Regions from separate parts of the Salmo salar genome. Here region 2 is linked to region 1. Evidence: chromatin contacts called from public Hi-C data. All regions are on one chromosome and are shown on one strand. Each heading gives the region's core, a stretch centred on a gene start, on an enhancer-like site or on the middle of the called end of the contact. The rest is flanking DNA. Distances are from core to core; before and after follow the strand shown. Region 1 holds the start of erbin (erbb2 interacting protein). Region 2 overlaps erbin (erbb2 interacting protein).

What was found. Hi-C and Micro-C count contacts between places; a contact is called where the count stands out from the background.
Region 2: a contact with region 1 is called in a Hi-C map of muscle, with 9 times the contacts expected there. The contact joins the enhancer-like site here to the promoter of erbin in region 1. A contact is called at or near these places in 2 of 3 Hi-C or Micro-C datasets (gill and muscle).

Annotation. Positions count from the first base shown.
Region 1 is chrssa01:147,825,851-147,830,495 of Ssal_v3.1, reverse strand. erbin (erbb2 interacting protein) reads right to left here and starts at 2,736. Exons shown (of 27, transcript XM_045691890.1): 1 at 2,136-2,736.
Region 2 is chrssa01:147,888,348-147,893,729 of Ssal_v3.1, reverse strand. All of the region lies in intron 2 of erbin (erbb2 interacting protein), which reads right to left. Among protein-coding and RNA genes, the nearest start is that of erbin, 63 kb to the right of the region's middle. Within about 2 kb of position 2,654, at least 1 of the 13 cell types and tissues checked has an H3K27ac peak or open chromatin away from gene starts, as enhancers often do. A contact at or near this core is called in muscle, where this site is marked.

The DNA.
Region 1 (4,645 bases), core at 1,487-3,986:
AACACAAGGCCACAGAAGTTTCAAGTTGAGTGTGCAATTGGCATGCTGACTGCAGGAATGTCCACCAGATCTGTTGCCAGAGAATTGATTGTTCATTTCTCTACAATAAGCCGTCTCCAATGTAATTTTATTCCGAGAATTTGTGAGTATGTCCAACCGGCCAATCGCTGACCATGTGTATGGCGTCATGTGGGTGAGCGATTTGCTGATGTCAGCGTTGTGAACAGAGTGCCCAATGGTAGCGGTGGGGTTATGGTATGATTTTGTTGTTAATGTTACCATTTTGAATACATTTATTTTATGTGCAAATGTATTGTTTTTCTTACATTTAAATGTAATATCTGATTCGTGTTTTACTTTTTGCCATGGGAAAAAATATCACAGAATCGTCAGATTGTTTTGGCGACATGTGTCTTTAGCTATCATATTATACTAACCAAAATGTAAATAGCCTAATTCCTTTATAACAAGGCATGGTTAAAAGTAATCAATCCAACCAACAAGATCAGTCAAAAACCACTCTAAAAGATCACTCTTGCCTGCTGCTGTATGTCAACCAAATGTATTTATAAAGCCTTTTTACATCAGCAGATGTCAATAAGTGCTTACACAGAAACCCAGCCTAAAACCCCAAAGAGCAAGCAATGCAGATGTAGAAACACAATGCCTAGGCAAAACTCCCAAGAAAGGCAGGAAGAAACCTAGAGTGGAATCAGGCTCTGAGGGGTGGCCAGTCCTATTCTGGCTGTGCCTAGTGGAGATTATAAGAGTACATAGCAATTAAGGCCAGATTGTTCTTCAAGATGTTCATAGATGACCAGCAAGGTGAAATAATAATTACAGTGGTTATAGAGGGTGCAATAGGTCAGCACCTCAGGAGTAAATGTCAGTTGGCTTTTCGTAGCGGAGCATTCAGAGGTCGAGACAGCAGGTGTGGTAAAGAGACTACCTGTAAGAAGATGGCAAGCTCTTTATGGGATGGCATTTTCCCCAGTTGTCACACAATAATGAACAGCTCAGGTTGTCAGGTCAACAGGTTTACCTTTGGATAGTTCTAATAACCTGGAGGTGTTGTGGTGCAGAGTAGTGAAATTGATAATCCACAGTGAAGATGAGCCTACCAAGTGCCTCAAACCTATCCTGTTAGATTCCTCACCTGCTAATTCTCTAGGCTCACTAACTACAAAAGTAACAAACCAGTAATTTTGTATTTATTTTAAGAAAAAAAGAGCCTTTACTCCATAGACCTAAGCATAGGATGGCTCACAGTGAAAGCTAGTAATAGCCTATTTATCCAGGGTAAATACAAAAGGTTAACAAATAAGATTTGATGGAATTTTCACCTCCCACTAAGATCCCAGTCATTGCAGGGTTCTAATCATTCTAGCTAGATAGTTATAGTGAGAATGCCATTAGATACATTCTTATCACTTTCAGATACATCCGTAGCGAGATTAGCCTCACTGTCTCGGGTCAATAACACAGGATCAAAGCCAACTGATTGAAGTTAGCTAGTTTGGATACTAGATAGCTAATCTTATTAACAAAGGGAAAAGTTAATAAAATAAGTGCCAAGATGCCGAGTACAGCAGGACATCGGTCCTCGAATACGAACTGAAGGTGTGCGGCACAGGAAGCGATGAACAACATACATTGAATCTCGTTAGCTACAGTTTGCTGGCCTCTTATTTCCGCATTATACTGATTGTCAATAAACAGGACTCGTGCCTCTAAACAATGTCAGATAATGAATTGGGCTGTACGTTGGTAGCCTTCTAATGGAAAGTAAACAGTAGTTACATTAACGTTAATGACATTCCAGTGTAAGAAAACAAAACAAGTAAACGAGTAACGTTAATTGCCAGATTGTGATATTGCCACTTGTAAAACCATCAAACTATCTAGTATGCTTTACCACAATAACCAACCAACGCCACTGCATTAGTAATTATTAGTTAGCCAACCCAATTCGTAAGGAAATCCACCTGTAAAGAGTGCAAACTAGCGGGAATACACCCCATCGGCTAGCGACGCGACTAGGTAACTAGCTAACGCGTTTGTTCGCGACCACACACACTAGCCAACTGCTACCTATATAGCTACAGTGATAACGAGTGTCGTTAGACTTCACTTACCATACAATGGTGTCGATTTAGTTTCTCATTTGATATATAGTCCGAAAATGGTTAAATCCACGAACGTTTAAACTGTATAAATTCGCTGGCCGACAAGGTTTGTTTCTTCAAGCATCCACTTAAACTACACCTAGCTAGCTAGCTAATCAGTCAGACGCATTCTTTCGCGAGACCAATCCCCTCAAAAGTTGTTTATTGTTCAGAGTTTGCGTCTCGCTGAAAAAGTGTCCAGTCAGACAATACATAAACAAAAAGCGATTCCTAAAATAAACGGGGGAAATAGTTATCAAAAAGAATAATTGTATTTGGGTAAAAATATAAAAACGAACATAAACTAAAAAGGAATCCAAAATGTCCACAACAGCCAAGGAAATACAGAAGGCAAAAGAAGAAAAAAATCCACCACCGCCAAAGCAGAATCCTTTCGTCTGAAGAACGCCGCACCCAAATGTTTTCAGTCCTAATCTCTTGTTATTTTTTTCATTCAAAAATGTATGCATACATCTCGTTTGTAGCAAGAACACAGAGTTGGCCACAGTCTACCGAGCCAACACCAGTGTATGCGGCTGTATCGTTGGCCCAGTACGGCGACAACCTTGCATCTGAGTGCACTTACCTGATAGGCATGTTAATATAACCAATGAAAATTGTGTTTCAATCGTTTGTAAATTATGTTCACCAATACGGTTTGTGGAGAGGTAGGACATATTTTAGTTGATTATTTGCTGATATATTGATACTCACAAATATTTGGAAGGTTATTTTAACAACAGAAAATAATGTACATTTGGTATTGTGTGAACAAGACTTGTCTTAGCTCCAGTGAGAGACATGATATAGGGTACATTCACTCACAGTGGAAGAATCTCAATTGCGCATCCTCTCTCCTAGCCTCCTTCTCAAAACCCATTGGAGGAGAAGATCAGAGGGGCGGGACCTCTGGCTTTCTCATCCAATGGGTTATGAGAAGGAGGCGCTGAGAGGACACGAGAAGATTTCAATTGAGATTATCCCAGAGTAAAGTGATGGTGGTGATGGAATGTCACGATAATAATTTGACGCATGATCAAGATTTTCCTCCCTTCCTTGACGTAATCACTGATACCATTTTCAATAGATTAAAGTAATGATACACTGCATAGCTTTCATCAATCCTTTATAGGGTCACATCAGTGATAGCTTCAAGAGAGGAAAGAGGGAATGATGTAAGGAAATGGAAAAGGATCTTGGGCTGCTTTCTGATATTTTTTTCCACTAATTGGCCTTTTGACCAATTTCATCAATAGACCAATTAGTGAAAAAAAATAGAATTGGGCTGCCTGTCTGAACACAGCCATATTGGAACAGGGCCTTGTGAATAAATTATAATCTCTTCTTGTAGGGAAAATGTCACCCATGTAAAGGTGTCCCGCCTGTGAAGATGAATTGGGGAATAAGGGTTGTTGTGACATGACATAAAAATTCTGAGGCTGACACGTCTATACATCAAATGTCGTCTACTAGACTAGTGCCTAGAAGGACTGGGATCATCCTACACATTTGGTTAAATAAATGACTCCCAAATACAACAGAGCGACTGAAGACCATCAATGTAGCTACAAGTGCAATAGCATATACTGCATTTTAACGAATATGAACAGCATTTGAAAGAATATGATTTATACATCACCTCGTGGGCAAATTACATTACAAGAGAGGATTCTGTCACGATGTTCCAGCCTAGCCTAGCCTAGCCTATTGGAAACATAGTGGAAACCAATGACCAGTTTCCAAGACCCAGATTACATCTACCTCTGGACTGAAAAGCATGCCCAATTGAGAATCTCAATTGAAGTGCTTTTTAGTCGAGGAATAAGCTTAATCTGGGTCTGGACCCTGGAAACTGTCCCAAATATGCAATGGTCAGTGTAATGTGATGATGTATGATGTTTTGTCTCCCTCCTGTGGACACACATAACAATTGAGATATGTCCAAGTATTGTCACCTTTTTGAGATACTGTACCTTTTCACATTGACTAATTAAAAATGATCATACTTTTGCAGTTGCCTTTTCTGTTCCCAGTTTTGCCAGTTTATAAGACTATATAGTCATCAAATATCAAGGTAGGACAGAATTTCTCACACAAAAACAAGCCCTTTCATGTGAGGGAACACTCCTCCCACCTTACTACTAAATTTTATTGCGAATGTAGCGAAATGCTCATGCAACTGTGCAGCAGTATCTAACAGGTAATATCTAACAATTCCACAACAAAACCTAAGACACACAATCTAGTAAAGGAATGGGATAAGAATATATAAGTATAAAATATATGGATGAGCAGTGACAGAGCGGCTCAATAGTGAAGGATACATTATATACATATGAGATGAGTAATGCGAGATATGTAAACATTCTTAAAGTGGCCTTATTAAAGTGACTAGTATTCCATTTACTAAAATGGCCAATGATATCAAGTCTGTAGGTAGGCAGCCGCCTCTCTGTGTTAATGGTGGCTGTTTAACAATC
Region 2 (5,382 bases), core at 1,405-3,904, 63 kb before region 1:
AGTATTAGCACGGTCTTATATGAAAGCATCTTCAGTTCCACCTGATCCAGAGGCTCAAAAGGCTATTGGCACAGAGCATCCCATAACGGGGCAAGCTGTTTAGACACCAGACGCAAACGACGTGCACCCTTCATAAAACGGGCAACAAGGGGTGTTGCCCCACTGTCGTGCTCCCAAAGCACTCTGAATAGTCTAAATTACATTTTGGGGAAGCCCGGTAGTGTTGAAGTTGAACCATACAAAAGCCAGGCCCAGAGTGCCAACCATTCCGGGTGAGGATGGAAAAATCTCCCCTCGTGCCTGGCACAGTAGGTCCCGACACAGTGGCAGGGCCACGGATTACCGCATAGTAATTGAGTGATCTCCGCTAGCCAGTGTTTCTCTGGCCAATGTGGCGCTATTAGTATGAGAGATAGACCCTTCTCCCGCACCCACGTCCACTGCCTTCGGTGCATCCCGATTCCTCAGGGAAAAGAACAGTGGACACTGAGTATTCTCCATTGATGCATTAAGATCCACTGCTGGCATGCCAAAGTGCATCCAAACTTGATTGGCTACCTCTGGTTGGAGTTTCCACTCTCCGTATATAGAGGGTTCCCCCCTGGAAAGTAAATCTGCCCCCAGATTCAGTACTCCCGGTACATGAGTAGCTCTCAGTGACTGGAGATGCACACTGCTCCACATAATCAGTCTATGTGCCAGTGTGTGTGTGTAAGTGAGGGGATTGCAGTCCCCCTTGTCTGTTCATGTAAGCCACAACAGTGGTATTGTCTGTTCTGACTAGAGCATGACGAAAATCCAGAAATTGGAGGAACGGCTTTAATGCTAGGGACACTGGAAGGAGTTCCAGGTAGTTTGTGAGTAGAACGGAGATGGGTGTCCCCCACACCCCGTTGACTGTTCTGCCCTCGTGAGTCGCATGCCAACCCAAGAGAGATGTGTCCATCATGACGATTCTTCTGGACAAAACAGTGCCCATCTGGGCACCATGTGACAGAAACGTCCGGTGTCTCCAGGAGTGCAGTGCTACCATGTAGTATATGGAGATCTGTACACGGTGATGTTTGTGACGTATTGGGCTCAGACCTAGAGAAGCAACACAGCGTTGAAACCCCATCATATTCAAACGTCCTAATGGAATGACTACTAAAGCCGATGCCAACAAACCTAGCAGCCTCAGGCATGTTTTGAAAGAGACCAGGTTCCCTCTGCGAAACAATGCCAGGAAATCTTGGAATGTTCTTATACAGCTGAAGTCGGAAGTTTACATACACTTAGTTTGGAGTCATTAAAACTCGTTTTTCAACCACTTCACAAATTTCTTGTTAATAAACTATAGTTTGGCAAGTCGGTTAGGACGTAATTTTTCCAACAATTGTTTACAAACAGATTATTTCACTTATAATTCACTGTATCCTAATTCCAGTGGGTCAGAAGTTTACATTCACTAACTTGACTGTGCCTTTAAACAGCTTGGAAAATTGCAGAAAAATATGTCATGGTTTTAGAAGCTTCTGATAGGCTAATTGACATCATTTGAGGTGTACCTGTAGATGTATTTCAAGACCTACCTTCAAACTCAGTGCCTCTTCGCTTGACATCATGGGAAAAATCTAAACAAATCAGCCAAGACCCCAGAAAAACAATTGTAGACCTCCACAAGTTTGGTTCATCCTTGGGAGCAATTTCCAAACGCCTGAAAGTACCACGTTCATCTGTACAAACAATAGTACGCAAGTATAAACACCATGGGACCACGCAGCCGTCATACCGCTCAGGAACCTGACTCAGTTTCACCAGCTCTGTCAGTAGGAATTAGCCAAAATTCACTCAACTTATTGCTTGTGGAAGGCTACCCAAAACGTTTGACCCAAGTTTAAATTGTTTAAGGCAATGCTACCAAATACTAATTGAGTGTATGGGAATGTGATAAAAGCTGAAATAAATCATTCTCTCTACTATTATTCTGACATTTCACATTCTTAAAATTAAGTTGTGATCCTAACTGACCTAAGACAGAGAATTTTTACGAGGATTAAATGTCAGGAATTGTGAAAAACAGGGGGCCGAACTCCTTGCCATCCAGGACCTCTATACCAGGCGGTGTCAGAGGAAGGCCCTAAAAATTGTCAAAGACTGCAGCCACCAAATTCATAGACTCTCTCTGCTACCGCACGGCAAGCGATACCGATGCACCAAGTCTGGAACCAGCAGGACCCTGTACTGCTTCTACCCCCAAGTCTTAAAACTGCTAAATAGTTCAATCGTTAACGAAATAGCTACCTGGACTATCTGCATTGACCCTTTTACTCATCCCATATGCTGCTGCTACTGTTTATTATCTGTCACTTTATTCCTAGTTATATGTACATATCTACCTCAATTACCTCGTACCCCTGCACATTGACTCAGTAGCAAAGTTAACGCAACTCACTGTATATTTATTATTACATGTTTTACTTTTCTATTTCTCTATATTATTTCTCTCTACATTGTTGGCAAGGGCCCTTAATGTAAAATTTTCACTGTTAGTCCACATCTGCTGTTTACGAAGCATGTGACAAATGCAATTTGATTTGATCTAGTGCTCCGTCTGTCCCCTCTCCCCAGACCCTTACAACCTAACCCTAGGGGGAGCTAGAGACTGGGTGTCCCTGGCTGTTCCCCAAATGGTACCCTATTCCTTTTATAGTGCACTACTTTTGACCAGGAAATAGGGTGCTATTTGAGAGTCATCTCGGATCTGTTCAAAAGAGAGAAGGAAGGTAGTCGGTAAGTAGTATGTGTACGTGTGTGTGTGTGTGTGTGTGTGTGTGTGTGTGTGTGTGTGTGTGTGTGTGTGTGTGTGTGTGTGTGTGTGTGTGTGTGTGTGTGTGAGAGAGAGAAATGTGAGGTCTTATGTGACAGTATAGTGTTATTTATAGCAGGCAGTAGTACTCATCTGATTAATATGCTGGAATGTGATTAGCCTATAAATCTTACAGTCTTATGAAAGGAGCTTTTTTATCCTGATACTGTATGCTTCTGCAGTAATGCTGCCTGCCTGCTGGGTCAATGTCGAAACTCTGCACCCAGAGAATTAGGCCCAAAGAAAAGGGAGAGAAAAAGAAACAAGGGGAGGAAAAAAAGGAAGGAGAAAAAGCTAGAAAACATCCCGTGGAAGGAGGGCGGCTGCTGGATAATAATGGAGTCATCTCCATCTGGCACAGAAGAAGAGAGGAGAGAAAAGGCTACTTCTTCCGTGTGAAGGAACAGCAGTGTGCCTGCCATTGGCTAAAAGTCCTGGCTGCCCTGTGGTTTCATGGTTTGACTGCAGACAATGCAGTCTACTTGACACTTGTTCATAGACACTATAGTACATTTTCATTGAAACGTCTGTCATGCCAAACAATTCTTTAGAAGATGGCTAAAGTAGAAACAGACTAGCAGCCATTTTAAAGCAAAGCTGAATGAAATCAAAATGAGGCTAATGTTAGGTGACATTAGATCTGGTCTACTTGTTCAGGTTGTGATCTCGTCATCTAGACAAAGGGTTTTTGATTAACTTGAGGAAGGCATGTGTCAAGACGGTCACGCGATGTGATGGGGTGAGAAGGTTGAGGTGGCTCTTGTGTGAAGAGCTCTGGAAAACAAGTGTGTGTTTTCAGGTGTGTTACCTCTATGCTACTAATGATGGAGGTGTGTGTTTTTCACTGTACCCTGATGTGCGTTACCTTTGCACCGGAATTCACCACCAGTGGGCACAGCGGGAGAGGTGCAGTCAGCTCCTAAATAATTCAAGGGAGGATACTCGGTTGGAGGCCCACACGCATGGATATAACCTAGGCTAGTTTGAGCTTTGGGGGTACAAGCCCGGATTGAAAGGCTTCAGGTTAATGTTGCATTATGGTGGCTGAGGCGAGTTCCCTCCATTGCAACGTACAGCTCTTTGAACATTGGAATCAAATCCGTATTGGTGGGCATCCGCAGCCTAAAAAAAAAGACTGACAGGCTGGCTGTTAGTCAACAAGTCGGATTCATGCAGTGTTTACATTGAATCATTTTGTTGGACAGTGTATACCATGTGTATCCTGTACATATGACTAATAACACTTGGTAGGGCTACTACCACAAACACACACAGTACATATGCACCTCCAGCTCTTCCTCAGCTTACCACTCTGCCCAAGAACACAACCGCACAAGTCTCCACCGAGGCACTTGAAGATGTGGGAATCCACTAGAAAGGTTCCAGAGTAGAGAAATTGGAAATGAATTTAAATGGAAAGATGACACTGTTGTAAGTATTTGTGGCAGGGGCATGGGCCTAGCGGAACAGGCTCTTCCAGTTTCCAGCCCCTTCGGGTTTTGGTTCTCACCAGTGTCCTCGATTCTCTGCGGTCTTACGTGACCGGGGGAAAACAAAACCATGATTGTTTTCCTTTGAATTGCTGGTAAAATGAGGCTAAGTAATCTGATCTGGTTGACAAACACAAAGTGCATTCGCTTTACAACATCTTCCTCTACCTCTACCGTCCACATACACTAACCTGCCCACACCAGGCTGGATAGGAGACTAGAATATCTCTATCTCCCTCTCACACACTCGGACGCTTGACACACACGCATGCTGTAAAGATCCCTTTACGATTGGGTTTTCCATTTAAAGGATTTCCCTAACACCATATTATGTTTCTGTCAATGGCGCAACATTTTCATACATCTCTTTCGTTCGTTCGCTCCCACCCAGTCTCTCATGCATGTTTCTCTTTGTCTAAACAGAACATCTATTTCAGGTCTGTTTTGTGTTTTCATTTTTTGCCATGGAACATTTTTGGGGATACTGGTATCGTCCGGCCATCCTATATGGCCCAACTAACAGCCACCCTCATAACACTATTTAGCCTAGCTTACAAGATAAGATTTCCAATACTGCCTAAATTGACTTGGGTACGCCTTCATTTCAATTTCCTTTGAGATGCTTTTCATAATTACTCTGAATAATAATTCCCACTAGGTTATTGCCCCCAGGCAGAGGAATGCAGCCTTATAGAGTTCACCTCATTGGCCCAGGTTCTCACAACGTACGGGGTCTCTGGGATGTCACAGCAGCCCACAGACCGATGATGATACACAGGCACAGGATCGGTCAATCAAACGTGAAGACTGCATGAATCAGGCTGGTTGACTAAGAGCCTGACAATCTTTTTTTGTAGGCTGTGAATGCCCACTGTGTGTGGGTCCTTTCTGAGTTACTACTAGCAGTAACATAGCGATGGGCAGTACGGACAAAAGTCCATATCACGATAAATTAACTGAATTATCACTATAACGATAAATTGAATGATACGTTTATAACATTAAAGGGGGGGTTAGCCCTTGTGATTTTTTTTAACTAGTTAA